Linked DNA regions of Mus musculus: region 2 is linked to region 1. The links are chromatin contacts, called in public Hi-C maps. All regions are on one chromosome and are shown on one strand. The core of a region is the stretch at or near the end of the contact, and the rest is flanking DNA. Distances in the headings are between cores, read along the strand shown. Region 1 overlaps Patj (PATJ, crumbs cell polarity complex component). Region 2 overlaps Patj (PATJ, crumbs cell polarity complex component).

The links. A called contact is a pair of places that touch in the nucleus more often than the background predicts.
Region 2: a Hi-C map of uterus shows a contact between it and region 1, with 2.5 times the contacts expected there. The contact joins two enhancer-like sites. A contact is called at or near these places in 6 of 484 Hi-C or Micro-C datasets (the N1E-115 cell line, cerebral cortex, embryonic stem cells and 1 more).

What each region holds. Positions count from the first base shown.
Region 1 is chr4:98,622,154-98,624,831 of GRCm38.p6, reverse strand. It overlaps Patj (PATJ, crumbs cell polarity complex component), which reads right to left. Exons shown (of 44, transcript NM_172696.2): 31 at 1,143-1,229. Among named protein-coding and RNA genes, the nearest start is that of Gm40210, 44 kb to the right of the region's middle. Within about 2 kb of position 1,356, at least 31 of the 459 cell types and tissues checked have an H3K27ac peak or open chromatin away from gene starts, as enhancers often do. A contact at or near this core is called in uterus, where this site is marked.
Region 2 is chr4:98,692,299-98,694,976 of GRCm38.p6, reverse strand. The region is part of intron 42 of Patj (PATJ, crumbs cell polarity complex component); the gene reads right to left. Among named protein-coding and RNA genes, the nearest start is that of Gm35137, 5.5 kb to the left of the region's middle. Within about 2 kb of position 1,301, at least 21 of the 459 cell types and tissues checked have an H3K27ac peak or open chromatin away from gene starts, as enhancers often do. A contact at or near this core is called in uterus, where this site is marked.

The DNA of each region.
Region 1 (2,678 bases), core at 107-2,606:
GAGTCTCGTTGGTACTATCAGACTCTCCCAGACATAAAGAAATGTTTCCCTTTCCTTCCTATTTCTTCTAAAGATTAAACTGGGCCTGCTACAAAAAATTTTGTTGCTTTTAAATACCTTTTCTCTAATGTATCCACAATGATACAGTTTCCCGAAGAGTTAACTTGTATTTAAATGCCTGGACTTTCAGTACAGACATTCATTCTGTCTCTTGGAAGAGGAAGAGGAGTCCTCATGTATTATTATTGTTCCTTTTGATACTGGGGGCATCTTGAGTCATAAGGAGATTGGCCCAACTGGGGTTTGCTACAATTTCTACTCTTGTTGAGGATATACCTAATTAGAAATAACCTTACCTTTATACCTGAACAAATTTGTTCATTGTTGGGGATACAATCTAAGCCAGTTCCAATACATTAGCTTTTCTAAAAGTTGAAGGATGGTAAATAAATGGATGACTTCTCAAATTCCTTCAAGTAAAATAATACCACAACCAGATTTAAACTCATGTAAGGGTCGAATTTCTGGAGATCTATAAGACACTGTGAAACACAGGGACAGGGAAAATCCCACATTTCTTTGTAACAATTGTAGCCAACTTTGAAGTGATGGGCTACAATGCAGAAAGGCAGGGACACATATTGTCCATTGACCTATGTAAGGAAATTAACTTTGTGTTCTTATTTATAAAGGAATTGTCACCATCTTCATGGATACAGAACACAGCAGGGAGCCTGGTTCAAAGTAGACAACAAAGTGTCCTATCCCCCTGGAGGGAGAGCCACAACTTCTCTCATCTGATAAAGTTCTAGTTCATGAACAAGTAGGTGTCTTTTACTCCTGTATTAATAGAGTTCTTGCAGTTCAGACTCTGGAAATACCCAGGGGTGAACTGAATTTGAAGGAGTGGCTGGCTGTCACTTTAGTCCTGGACAGTACAGTTCAAGCATGGTGGGAGAGACCCTGTGCTTTGAGAACTTGTCACTTGCTGAGTGGAAAGTTCTTCCTGTCTCAGAGTTCAAGGTACCTAGTGACCAAGATGGCAGGCAAAGAGTCGTTCCTAGGTGGTAAGAAATGCAGGCCCTGTACCCCTCCCCTGTACCCCTCCCTGGGCCAGGATAAAGAACAGGCAGGATTCTCACCGGTTTGGAGCTTTCTGGTTCAGGCAGGTGTTTAGCATCCACACTGCTCTCCTCTTCACTACTGACAAGTTCAGTGCCACCCAGATCCTATGGGACAGTAAAAGGCAAGCAGAAAGATGTTATTCTTCCTTCACACTGTGTCAGACCACACACACACTGGTGCAGAGTTCCTAATGCCTCATTGGGCACTGTTTCTGCCACGGTCCTTTGTAAGAGAAGGCCAGCAGATGTCTCTGTCCATTTGCTTTACTAGGCATTGATTAGTGCTGCCTGCTTTCAGTATTCCTTGGGAATGCTGGTCCCTGCTGTCTGTTACAGGCACAGGATGGCAGTCTCAGGTCAGATCCCTTGCTTTTGTCAACAATCTGTCAGGAACAGAAACCCAGACCCTGGAGTTTGCTAGTTCTGGTAAGGAGTCAAAAGGCATATGAACTATCAGATGTCTGTTCAGTTCGTTAGCAGAAACAATTCCTGCTCAGTACTCCCTTGGTGGAAGGAGAGAACCAGCTGCCTTTGTCTCCTGACGCCCCCCCAACACTGAATAAATGCAAGAAAAAGTAAATGAATTTTAAGTTCTTTTGAGTAAGGGTTGATTTAGCTTTGACCTAGGTAGCTCTACCTTTACTAAGAGGCAAATTCTACTTTTGTAAGACACAGGCAATTTTTTACAGAAAAATCTAACAGCCTACTCACATTCTATTTTTAGGCTGTTATTGTTAACTTGGACCTCAGAGTATAAACATTAAATGAATTCTAAGCCTCCTCCTTAAGTCTAGAGACTCTAAAGTCATGGGACTCTGTAGCAAAACCGATTTTCTTTTTAAAATGTCTTTCTTTGGGCCAGACAGTTGTGGTGCACGCCTTTAATCCCAGGGAGACAGGTAGGCAGATCTCGGAGTTCTAGACTACGTTGATCTACAGAATGAGTTCTGAGACAGCCAGGGCTGCACAGAGAAACCTTGCCTCGAAAAAACAAAAACAAAAACAAACAACAGAATGAAAAAAAACCTTTCATTGTTTCAGTTTTATCCATTTATATGCTACATGTCAGTTGTTTTTAACCCCTGGTTTCTATCTCCCCTTCCATTAAAACCTTTCTTGTCACAAGTCCCCTCCTACTTTCTGTCTTTTTGTGTGACCCACTGAGAGTTTCAGGCCTGAGCACAGGTGAGAGGTTATTTACTGGAACAGGGACAAGAAAAGGACACTTTCTTTACCATAGATGGTTAACGGTTCAAAGCCCTTCAGGGGAGGTGGGGCTTATGGACCTTCCCCTGACTCCTGATCTGTGATGAAACCCTGACTGGTCCAATCCTGTGCAGATATGATGATCAGTGTGGTGAGTAATTCTCTAAGTGGTGCTTTCCCATAACTGTACAAAACAAGTATAGAAACATCCAACAGCCTCCACAGGACAAACAAACAAAAAACAGTCAAGAAAGCCTGATATATACTGCTATGAAAGAGGATAATACACACACACAGTGTGGTTACAAATAATCATAGCACCGATTAACTAAAGTGTTCTCAGTTCCT
Region 2 (2,678 bases), core at 52-2,551, 70 kb before region 1:
CAATAACAACAACAACAAAAAACAAAAAGAAAAAAAAAACACCACCACAACAAGAAACCCCTCTTTTTTTCCTCCCATGTATGTTTCCTAGTTTTGAAAGCCAATACTGGGCTGCACATGGTGGCACAGGCCGAACAGGCCTTTAATCTCAGCATTTAGGAGGCAGAGGCAGGAGGACCTCAGAGTCAGAGGCCAGCCTGGTCTATATAGTGAGTTACAATACAGCCAGGACTTCATTGAGAGAACCTGTTTCCCCAACTCCTCTCCACAAAAAGTAAAAATTGGGGCTGGTTAGGCAGCTCAGTGAATGAAGGTTGCCACCAACTCTGACCACCTGAGTTCAATCCCTGGGACTGACTATTAATGACTGCTCTAAGCTGTCCTCTGACCACCACGCATGCACGCATAGACGGACCAAATAGATGGCTAAGTAAGAATCGCCAGTCAGCACTTTAAAGTCTGCTCCTCCATCCTTCCTTCTCTCTGACAAATTCTTTAGCAATTTCTCTCAGTATTTGTTTCCATATTCCTAAATAGCATAATTTTACTTCTATTTGTTGTTTAGCTAAATTAATTAATTGGGTTTTGAAACCAGGTGGACAGACTATGCAGCCTGGGTTGGCCTGGAGCTCTACAGTCCAGGCTGGTTTGTGATCAGTCTCCTAAGCAAGCTGCTACTCCTCGCTGATAAACTTTTAAATGACCTAGTCTTATCCGTGGGTGGCCAACAAAAGCTGTAACTCAGCTGATCTTTCCACGGAAGCATCCTGGCCACCCACGTCTCGGACGTGGTGTTTGGCTGTATCTGTTTAATCTGTGAGAGAAGGGAAGGCTCAAGCTGCTGCTGCTGAAAGCAGGGACTTAACAAGGGCCCGTGGATGTGCAGAGGAACTGTGGCAAGCTTGTCATGACGTCTTCATTTTCCAGCGTCTCCTCTGCTACCTTCAACTTTGGGTCAGATTCCTGTTTAACTCTGTACAGTAGACATGTTAATCATTTAAGGATGTTCCTCTGGCAACCTCCCCCTTCAAGGCTGAAGGCACCAGAGAAGAATAGCAAAGGTATTTTTTTCAAGATTTGCAGGAGACATAATCAACACACCCCTGACAATCCCCTGCTCCAGAACGGCACCTCCAAGTCTCCAGTCAATGCTCTAAGCCTGATGTCATCTTGACAAACGCCACGTTGCCCTCCTGATTTCTTTCTGTGTCATTCTCTCCTTGGAGTCCATAGAGATAAGCATCCTGTGCAGCAGATCAGAACTGCCCCTGGCAGGCAGGGGCGATTGCCTCATCCTGATAAGACTCTGTATGACCAGTGCTCGGACAATGATCAACCAGACGGACCTGGCCTGACTGTGGCTGTGAGCTATAGTCCCCTCCATGGGGGGTGGGGTGGGGGAGGGTGAGAGTAGGGGTGATCTGAGGACATCCTTTCCTTCTGTCTTTCCAGAGCAGCCAGACTGAAAACAAGTTTTTCCCTATTGGTCACTTATCTCATTCTCTACACATGAGGCAAGTGGTCGCCCATGGTTCTGTAGGAATCCCCTGCACTAGGTTTCCTTAGCTTATGTTAGAGGTTGAGGGTAGCCTGGGCTACACAGCAGGAACTTGTCCCCAAACAACAACAACAACTGAAAACAAAAACAAAACAAAACAAAAACAAAACAAAACAAACAAAAAAACCTCCTAAAGGTCAATGACTTAATTTTTGCCTAAATGCTACTCTTACTAAGCCTGCTACTTCCTGTATGTTAATGTTTCCTTGATTATGGTGTAAATTTATTTCCCAGAGTATATAGCTAGTACTTTTTTTGTTTGTTTGTTTTGTTTTTCGAGACAGGGTTTCTCTGTATAGCCCTGGCTGTCCTGGAACTCACTTTGTAGACCAGGCCGGCCTCGAACTCAGAAATCCGCCTGCCTCTGCCTCCCGAGTGCTGGGATTAAAGGTGTGTGCCACCACGCCCAGCTTTTTTTTAATGTTTTTATTAGATCAGCTTTACAATTTTTAGTTCACCGCAAACTTCCAGGGCAGTTAGGCATATTAGATACTCACTCACCACCTCATTTCCTCTGTTTCATTTTATTACTATTGTTTACATTAGCGTGTGTAAGTCAGGGGACAACTTTCAAGTGTCAGTACTCTCCTTCTACTAAGGGATCTGGGCTGGAACGTGTGTTGTCAGGTTTGCATGGCAAGTACTCTATCCACTGAGCAACCCTCCCTGTTTTCTCCTTCTTAGTTCAGAGCCGGTTTTCTCAATGTGCCCTTCCCCCTGCTCCACTTGATGGGCTTTGTGCCCACTGCCCAGGATTTTCACATTGTCCAGCGCGACAGCATCTTAAGTAATTCTCTCAGAAAACTGATTTCAAAAAAAGGCCAGTGGCACTCAAATGCCTTGCTCTTTATAGCACTTTTTAGCAAGTGCTTTTCTCTTAAAAATGTAAAGCCTAGGTGGGCACTACTCTTTTATTATTTAATATGTGCACTGATGAATAGGTTTTTAAATTTCTTTAATCCCCCTCCCCAACTCTCCCCCTCTCTCAAGTGTTTCTGTTTACAACTTCTACTGTTTAGACATTAGATTTCTTGGTTTAACCTCTTGGTCCCCTTGCTCTCTTCACTCACAGGGCGAGGAGTACTCTTCAGGTGAGCCAATGTCCCGCTCCTTCTCTACG